Linked DNA regions of Zea mays: all the other regions are linked to region 1. A link is a contact called in public Hi-C data. All regions are on one chromosome and are shown on one strand. Each heading gives the region's core, a stretch centred on a gene start, on an enhancer-like site or on the middle of the called end of the contact. The rest is flanking DNA. Distances are from core to core; before and after follow the strand shown. Region 1 holds the start of LOC542753 (chloroplast srp54 receptor 1). Region 2 holds the start of LOC100274736. Region 3 holds the start of LOC103650710 (pentatricopeptide repeat-containing protein At2g26790, mitochondrial).

Region 1 (3,063 bases), core at 385-2,884:
CTATGGTACTAATTGGTACCATCATATTGTTGAATTCAAGGAAAACATCATTTTAAAATTAATATAGAAAGAACAGAGTAGCAAACTAAGCAGTGGCTCGAGTCCAAAGCAAATGTGATCTACTCAAACTAGGGATGACAATATGCCGGGTAGTACACGGATATATGGTTCGTGAATCCATATCCGTGAGACAAAACTAAACTCATACTCATACCCATATATATTTGTGGGTATGGATTTGTACTCATACCCGTACCCGTCGGTTATCCACTACCCGTCGGATTTCGTTACCCGTCCACCCACTATAATTTTAACATTCAACACCAAACAATAATTTTGTCACAATTCATCAATTTCATCATTCTAGCAACATCAAACAACAATTTCAGTATTCCAACAACATCAATTTATTGGACAATAATATAAACAATATTCATGGAAGAACAATATAATTTACCCATGGATAATGTATGGATACCCACATGACAGATACCCATCAGGTAATGGCTATGTATACTGCATATTCCACCATGCCCGTGAAAAATTTATCAGCGGATAACTTGTTATATCCATACCAGTATCCATGATAACAAATTCCACCGTGCCCGTGCCCAATAGATAATTACACGTAGTTATCTGCCCATACTCATACTCATTGCCATCCCTAACTTAAACTAGGGCCACATAGTTCTAAGGTTATAGGACCCAGTTGAAAATCGGTGTCAGGTCAAGTTGCACAGACAAAAGTTTATCTAACTGAATACAGCGCAATCAACAATTGCAGCAGACAGTGTACCTAGCGAGGTCGTCTTTCCCCCGCCATTCACTCCCACGATCATGATGACAGCCGGCTTCCTGGCAGAAGGACAGAGCGCAATGAGACCTCGCAAGTCGCAAACCTCAATCAACAAAAGATTCTCCTAGGCAGGAGGGAGCAGAACCTGAATCCGAGATTGAGCTCCGAGTTGCCGCCCTTGCTCGTCAGCAGTTCCAGGATGCACCTTTTCAGCGCGGCCTGCAATCGACCATCAACACTGTAAAATGTAAGCCGCTAAACGGCTAAACCAACGAAAAATGATCAGTGCAACTGAAACCAGCAGCCGAGACCGATCGAGTTAACCTTTATCTCGGCGCCAGACTTGAGCTTGCCGTCGCGGATCTCCTCGCGGAGCGTGTCGACGATCCGGAATGAGATTTTGGGCCCGAAGTCCGAGACCAGCAGCGCCTGTGTGACGGGGTGTGCATCGGCAAGGAGCATCATCAGAACCGAACAGATGGGGCAGGCAGCAGAGAGGGTCAGAGGGAGAACTGAGGCAGTAGTGGGTAGGAGCACCTCCTCGAGGTCGTCGAGGACGCGGTCGGTGTCGGCAAGGTTCCAGTAAGTAAGGAGCTCGTCGACGACAGAGAGGTTCTCGCGGGTCTTGGAGAAGCCGGAGAAGAGCTTCTCCACGTCGCTCTTGGCCTTCTCCTTTATGAGGCGACCGAGGCGAGTGAAGAAGCCCGCCTGGCCGGCCGCGGCCGAGCAGCGCAGGAGACCAGCGCGGTAGCCAGAGTGGGCGCGGGCGGAGGAGGCGGCACACCCGCCGGCGGGGGACAGGAACGGGAGGACGTGGGAGGGTGCCGCCATTCCGGGCGCTGCGGATACGAGAGCTGATGGGTGGATAGCACCGCGCTTGTGTTTCTTCTTCTCGGCAGGGAGGAAACAGGACCCGTTGCCCGTTCCGTTGGGCATGGGGGCCCAAAACGAACGGGGCTCCAATGTGGACTTGAGGCCTTGAGGGCTCAAAATGAACGGGACTCTAATTTTTTTGGATGTGGGGCCCACGAAGAGGCACACCGACACACCGTGACACAAACCGCGCATCAAATCTTTTTGCTTTGTTTGGGTTGTGTTACCAAAACGTGTATACGGTAGAGTGTAGTTTAAAATAAAGTGAGAGATTATTGGGGATATCTAAGGCTAACTCTAACAGTTCCCTTTTTAAAATATCCATATTCACACTTTTATTCATATTTTAATATCCCTTCTTTTCTCATTTCACTTCATCTTCAACCATTTTCTCTATTCAGTTTTCTATACAATATTTATAGTATCATAATACATTATTTATTTATTTATTTATTAAACATGAAACTGATTAATTTCACATTTAAAAACACTGATTAGTGAAAGGAAAGATCACTGCTCGAACGGGACGTGAAGCAAGCATGAGAGACATAAGGGGTGTAATCGAATCGAACCAGATACGTACGGATATTACTTGTTTTATATTTATTTTTATATTTTTTTTCGGGTATCCATAATATAAGTTATGTAGGATAAGATTTAAATATATATTGACATCTTAAATATCTAAATTTAAGAATTCAGATGCTGATTATCTGGACTCAGATATGGATTGAAACTTAGCCCTTTTAAATAGATCAAATTCGAATATGAACAAATAATATTTGTATCATTTAGACGTGTTCGGTATCATTTTATTCTTTATATAAAAATCACCAAAAATATATAATTAGTCAGACCAGTCCGGGCACGTGCCTAGGCTTCGCCCTTGTCGACCCAGCGAAGAGCAGGCCCACGACCAGCGCTCAGCTGCCCCAAACACTAGCACGCAGGCCGCCCCCGCAGGACGCAGCTCGGCAGCCGCAGCCGCTCGGCGTAGTCCCTGCTCCCGCAGCCCCGCACCGGCGTGCCCCCGCTCCCGCAGCCCCGCGCCGGCGCAGCGCCCCCGCAGGCTTGCGCTCGGTCGCTCCAGCGCGGGCACGGCTCCGCCGGCCGTCCGCCCGTGGCCCGCGCAACGGCCGCCCGGCAAGGCCAGGCGCTTAGTCTTGCAGGCCATCCGGAAGCCGCTCGGCCGCCCGCCCCTCGCCTCTCCTCTGCAGGCCTTGTCCCCCAATAGCTCGATCCAGGAGCAAAAGACCGAACCTGTGGAGGTGTGTGCCATTTTCCTATGAACTCTTTCAGGCATGTATGTGGCATATTTTAGTATTACTTAGTGTGTCTTGCACCTATAGTCAACTTGCTATTTTCTTGAACCACATACAATATATGTCAGACCA
Region 2 (3,063 bases), core at 313-2,812, 660 kb after region 1:
CTTCAGGGACATCAATGAAGTGATACAAGATACGATCGAGCTGAAGAGGAGGCAGATGGCGGTAGAAAACGAGCTAAAGGAGATGCAGGGCAGGTATTCAGAGCTCAGCGTGCAGTTCGCCGAGGTGGAGGGCGAGCGACAGAAGCTCGAAATGAATCTGAAGAACCGAACACCATGGAGATCATAGGGAACCACCAATCAAAGCGAAGAAAACTAACGAGAGAAGAAAAAAAAAGTGTCAGCCAGCTGCAGGCTTTGTATACAATCTTGTGCGACGGCAGTGGGATACATTTTGTAGTGTATATATATCAGCTGTATCGATTGTAGAGTTGTAGTGAGCGAGTGATATGCATAAAATGTAACACAGCACCTTGTACAAGAAACAAGCCTTGTTATCTGATTGTTCCTTGCCAACAAACCAACCATCAGTCTTTGAAGCAGTGGGTGTATCCACGTTGCTGATTGTATTTTGCAGTTATTTGTATAGATCGTTGATCAACTAACCGCTCCCCTTATTCTGTTTTTACTAGAGACCAGGTTGTAGTAGATGGCTTTATCAAAATTCTTTTAGTGTGTGAGTTATAAAAGCTTAAATATGATCTTAACATAAGAAGCTGTATTAAAACATGTGTCTAGACAATTGTTTTTCCTAGTAAGATAGATTTCTTAACAGGTTTAATCATAATTTATTTTATAAGAATGTGTTGATTTAGAAATTATATATTATATAAAAAATTAAAATTTTGTGTATAAATAAAAAGACGTTGGTTATTATATATACAAGAGAGGTGGATAGGGTGATGCAACGTTTTAGACCACTTTTAGGATGATTCCAACCATCCTCTCTTCATCTACATATTATTTGTTTATTTTTAAATATATCTCCTTTTTTTCCCTCCCTATTTCATCTCCTCTTCGAACATTTTTTTTCCTATTTAACTTTTATTTACGTTTTAATTGAGTTATTTGATTTTTATACGTTTTAACTGAGTTATATGACTTTTATACGTCTAGTTTTAAAAATTATATAATATTTGTAGCCGTAATACGCATTGTTTTTAGCTAAATAAACTTAAAAAAAATTAATTTCGTAGTCAATCTGAGAGACGAGAGAATTCAGCGCAGCTTTCGATACCGCTTTTACTTTTTTTTTAATTTATCCAAGCTACTCTAAAAGTGGGTTGAAGACTAGACAAACAAAGTGAGAGGCGGAAGTGGAAAAAAGACACAGCACCGTACGCTTGTTGTGCACATCGCCACATGCATCCAGGATGGAAGAAGCGGCGAGGCGATATCCAGAAAGGGAACTGGGGATAGGATCGCAACAAGAAATTAAAGAGGCATGGGTGCATGTATAGTTGGTGACGAAGCATGAATGCATTCTTCGTGGCGAAGCGCGACGCTTGCCTGCAAGACACGAGGGGGTAGGTGCACGTGTGCCGCCCTGCCGGAGCTCACGTGTCCCAAATCTGGAACTCATCCATCCATCCGGTCGCCCGGCCGGCCTCATCTCCTCACCAGATCACCTACTACTTGCTACTCTTGCTACTAGCTAGGTGAGGAGTAGGATCGTGGATCGTACGAGTAGCTCAAGAAGGAAACAAAACGGCAGGCTTGCAGTTCCAATCCATCCCGCTGGCATCGTCTGTTCTTCGTCCTTCCATGCTCTAGACTAGCTAGCGTTGCAGTGCAGAGCATGACACAGGCAGGCATGGAGTAGTGACATATAGATGGAGCTGGCCTGGAGCTGCTGCTGCTTCTTGCTCGCCGCCTGCGCGCGCTCTCTCCGTCGTCTGCTCCAGCTCCCCGCGCTCCTCTGCTGCGAGGCCATGGCGTGGGCGGTCACCTTCCTTGCCTTCCCGCTCCGCATGCTCACCGCCGTCGAGAGGGAGCGCAAGGTGAGGCTCCAGCTTTTATTTTCCTTTTAGCCCTTTGCTATATATATGTGCTAGCAGCTCATTAATCTGACAAACCTTTCCACCACAGTTGGGGTGGCTGGTTGCGGAGATGCAGGCGCAGATGGACGACCTGGCGTTGGAGAACGCGGCGCTGGAGGACAGGCTGCGGGCGGCGCTCCGGGAGCGGGAAGCCGTGGAGGCGGTCCTTGACGACGTGGAGGACGAGCACGAGGACGCCCTCGCCAGGATCCATGTCCTCGACGCCCAGGTATGTCGTACATCTAGACCTAGAGGAGTTCTCATGCTCATGCGTACGTACATGACATGCGGCGTTGCCAGTTGCCACCGCTCACTATCCCGGCCCCCTCTCTTAATTTGCTGCTCTTCATTCAGCTCAAGGCGCTGAGGCAGGAGAACGTGCGGCTGAACGAGCACAAGGGCAAGTCCAGGTGGGACGACAAGCCCGCGGCGCAGGCGCAGGCGGCGTCCCACCAGTCCGACGACAAGCTGAAGCCGGCGGCCAAGAGGGATCGGGGAGAGGAAGACGCGGCGGTGGCGACGACAGCCCAGTCAGCCAATCATGCCGCCGGCGGCCCGGCGTCGGAGCCACCGCCGGTGGACAGCTACGATGCCCTGCAGGCGACGGCCGTGGCGCGGTGCCGCAGCCTGTTCAGCCTCGGCATATCGCTGGCGGTGGGCGCGGTGGCGTGGTCGGCCGACGCGCCGTGCCTGCCGCTGCTGGCGGGGCTGTTCGCCGTCGTGGCCGTGTCCATGCGCAGCGTGTCGCGGCTGCGCCGGCGGGCCGGGGACGACGGCGCCGTCGCGCTGCTCGGCCTCAACTGGTTCCTCCTCGGCCTGCTCACCTCGCCCATGCTGCCGGCCGCCCTCGGCCCCGCGCTCACGTGGCTCGCCGCAACCGCGCCCCTGTGACGTCCCGGCCCCGGCCCGCTATTTCCGTTTCCGTTCGATACACGTGTCTGTTGTAACTTCTTCACACGTACTGTGCTACTGCTGCCTGCAGTGTACTACTACTGCATCTCTCTTTTTCAAGATTCCACTGGACATTAGCAGCGGTTGAACCGCACCCGGCCGCCGGTTCAACTGAACTGGCCCCTTTTTCTCAGCCCCGTGGGACGGATTATAAACCTTGCTCTCCCTCACTCTC
Region 3 (3,063 bases), core at 216-2,715, 520 kb after region 1:
GGACGAGACCAGACACCCGGAATCGAGCAGATCGAAGGATTTCTCGCTGGAACAGTGGATTGGATGGAACCGTAGAGTCCAGGAGAAGGGGATCCACTTCCCTTATGTAGGGAGCTGACCAGGGCAGCCGCCAAGGACGGATCCATGCGAGATGCGCAAGCTTCAGCGTCAGTTCCGTGGGAACCGGAGAGGAGTGGAGCGTCGTCGCCCGCCCCCAACTCCGCACGCGAGTTTTACCTGGGCAACTCCTTGCTCGGTCTGACCTCCGTCCTTTGCCTGCGCGTAGGTTTTGGCTGCCGCTGGCTGGTCTGCTCGGCCAGCCGGCCTAATAGCGGCCAGCTAGGCTGACTTTTTTTTCCTTTTTTTTCTCAAAATGAACAGCACGTTGCACCGCCGCCCAACTCCTCCATCCGCTCGTCCCTGTCCTGTAAACAAGCTTTTTGGAACGTCGGTATTCGGATGTCTGGGCTTCGTAAAATAACTACCCCAACGAAGTATTTGAAATTTTGTTATTATAACAGGCTGCTCTTTGTATTTTTATTATCCTTGCTACTTTTAACCGTGCTGGACAGTCATCTACTGTTAGGTTTGTTCGTTTGTCCAGGAATAAGTTTGGAATCGTTCCGGCTAATCAAAACTTATATAATTTGGAGAAAAGATCCAGCTAGTAATTGTTTCATGCATCCCTTCCCAGAAAACCAAACGGCAGGCTTAGGCTATCTCCAGCAGGAGACTGTAAAGGGTCTTGTACTCTAAATGTAGGGGACGGTCAGGTCCTTTATCCCTTCAGCAAGGAACTCTAAAGCGTTCTCTAAAATTTAGAGGATGGCATGCGTCCGCTATCTGTAGAGGGTGCTCTACACACTGTACACCTTTTTGTGTCTGTACGCTCACGTGGTGACGAGTAGTAAAAAATAATATAGAATGTTAAATTAGTACACTGTTGATATAGAGGATGGAATTTAGGGGATATTGCTGAAGATGAAGAAGATATAGAGTACAGAATCTTTTAGAGAGTGCTGTAAAGGACAAATGCAATTTCCTTTATGGCCCGTTTGTTTCGTTGGAATTGAATTCCATTTTAATAATTATAATTTAGACAAAACTAATTAAGTTCATATATTTATATATGTAATATATTTGTATATTATCCAAAATCATATGAGAGATAGTTATATACTACATTTATGTCATAGCGAAGCAATTAGAAGAGTGTGCTATAAGTCGTACATCAGAAAAATAACATGTAAATTTATAGAATCAATTTTCATCTTTCACCTCATGAATTTGAGATAGACTTATATGATAACTTTGGAAAGTGGTGGAATATCATATTCTAAAAAATAGCCTATTTCATTAGTATGATTCCAATTTCTTGAAATGAAAGGAAATAAACGAGACCTTAAGGGATTAAATTTAGAGGACCTTGCTGGAGACAGCCTTATAACCACGCGTTTTGAGTTTTTGACTGAGCTGCCCCGTAGGAGCCCCATTCCCGTTCTTCTTCCAAAACAGTCCAGGTCCCACACCGGAGGTACGCTAGGGTTCCACCTGAGCTCTTCCTTCTTCCCCTTCTGCTCGTCTCCCCATTTGATTCCTCGCCGCCTGTGGCTTCTTCCCCGTTGTCATGGAGTCGGGCAAAGGTCCTGTGGTCGCGGACGATTAAGCGATTTGCTCGCTGCAGCCAGGCGTGCAAGGGTCGTTGCTCGCAAAGCCGCCTTCGTTGCTAGTGCGACGGCTTTGGAGATGATTGTTCAAGCTGAGAAGGCGAACACCGAGGCTGCCAAGAAAGCTCCTAGACCTCTGCGTCGTGATGTATGATATGCATTTTTCGTCGATCCTAAAATTACTTTGTCATTTGAAATAGGATCTTGATGCCAGTTCTTTATTGTTTTAAGTGGTGAACAAACTATGTTTGTTAGCAATTTTATTTGGTTGAATTGTATTGTTTCTGTTGTTTTCAAATCAATGGCAGTTCGTCATCACTTTCACTGATTAAATACAACTCATTTACCAAGTGCAAATGCTAAAGAGGGAACAAGGGAGGGAACAAGGGAGGGAACACTGGGATTACCTCGGGCTCTAGCGGTGAATCCAACCAGGAGTTGTTCACATCTGCAATGGTGAGGGAGAAGTTCGAGTTGGCACACCTTGCGCTGGGGCAGTGAGGCAAGAGTCTGCCGCGAGCACACCCTCGAAGTCGCTGACGATCTCATCGAGGGGGATGATCGGCTTCGGGTCCGACGGCGGATCCATTGCCGTCGAGGAGCAAGTGAGCTTGATCCGTTCTGGAAGAAGAACGGGAACGGGCCAGCTCAGTCAAAACGTGTGATGACAGGCCGTTCAGCGGTAGATGACTGTCCAGCATGGTTAAAAACGTCAAGGATAATAGAAATACAAAGAGCAGCCTATTATAATAACAGAATTCCAAATGCTTCGTTGGGAGTACTTACTTCACGAAGCCCAGACATGGGAATGCCGGCGTTCCAAAAAGCTCCCTGTAAACGTATCGCTTGCTTGATTGCTTGCACACCCGGCCACTGTCTACATATCCACTCTAAAAGAATTGGATATAGCATGATTTCTAGAACTATTACTGTCTGATCAGGTAGCACTGGTAGCAGAACACGGTGTTGTAGTGTCCTCGTGCAGATTAAGACTGAGAGCATCTCCAACAAGAAGTCCTATATTTGAGTCTTCAAAACTAAAATAGGACCTGATTTAGAGGGTGTTTGAATGCACTAGAGCTAATAGTTAGTTAGCTAAAAATATACTAGTAGAATTAGCTAGCTAACAAATAGTTAGCTAACTAGTAGCTAATTTACTAAAGGGGTGTTTGAATGCACTAGAGCCTAGAGGTAATAGTTGGCTAAAAAATCGCGGAATTAGTTAGCTAACAAATATCTAGCTAACTATTAACTAATTTACTAAAAATAGCTAAATAATTGAACTATTAGTTAGGGTGTTTGAATGTCTTCAGCTAATTTTAGACACTAACTATTAGCTTTAGTGCATTCAAACACTCCCTTAAATTTGTTTAGGGCCACAAAAACGTTTGCGGTT

Evidence for each region. Hi-C and Micro-C count contacts between places; a contact is called where the count stands out from the background.
Region 2: a contact with region 1 is called in a Hi-C map of leaf, with 3 times the contacts expected there. The contact joins the promoter of LOC100274736 here to the promoter of LOC542753 in region 1. A contact is called at or near these places in 5 of 25 Hi-C or Micro-C datasets (ear, endosperm, leaf and 2 more).
Region 3: a contact with region 1 is called in a Hi-C map of tassel, with 2.5 times the contacts expected there. The contact joins the promoter of LOC103650710 here to the promoter of LOC542753 in region 1. A contact is called at or near these places in 3 of 25 Hi-C or Micro-C datasets (ear, endosperm and tassel).

What each region holds. Positions count from the first base shown.
Region 1 is chr3:149,214,737-149,217,799 of Zm-B73-REFERENCE-NAM-5.0, reverse strand. LOC542753 (chloroplast srp54 receptor 1) reads right to left here and starts at 1,634. Exons shown (of 11, transcript NM_001112262.1): 1 at 1,334-1,634; 2 at 1,121-1,225; 3 at 942-1,015; 4 at 797-855. The coding sequence starts at 1,627. It overlaps LOC100284661 (CFM6), which reads left to right and starts at 2,561. Exons shown (of 5, transcript NM_001157556.3): 1 at 2,561-2,937.
Region 2 is chr3:148,554,277-148,557,339 of Zm-B73-REFERENCE-NAM-5.0, reverse strand. LOC100274736 reads left to right here and starts at 1,562. Exons shown (of 3, transcript NM_001374111.1): 1 at 1,562-1,898; 2 at 1,987-2,166; 3 at 2,292-2,955. The coding sequence starts at 1,731. The coding sequence ends at 2,828. It overlaps LOC103650707 (sporulation-specific protein 15), which reads left to right. Exons shown (of 11, transcript XM_008676274.3): 11 at 1-499. The coding sequence ends at 187. It overlaps LOC100276673, which reads left to right and starts at 2,929. Exons shown (of 3, transcript NM_001374112.1): 1 at 2,929-3,063.
Region 3 is chr3:148,699,177-148,702,239 of Zm-B73-REFERENCE-NAM-5.0, reverse strand. LOC103650710 (pentatricopeptide repeat-containing protein At2g26790, mitochondrial) reads left to right here and starts at 1,465. Exons shown (of 4, transcript XM_020550352.3): 1 at 1,465-1,815.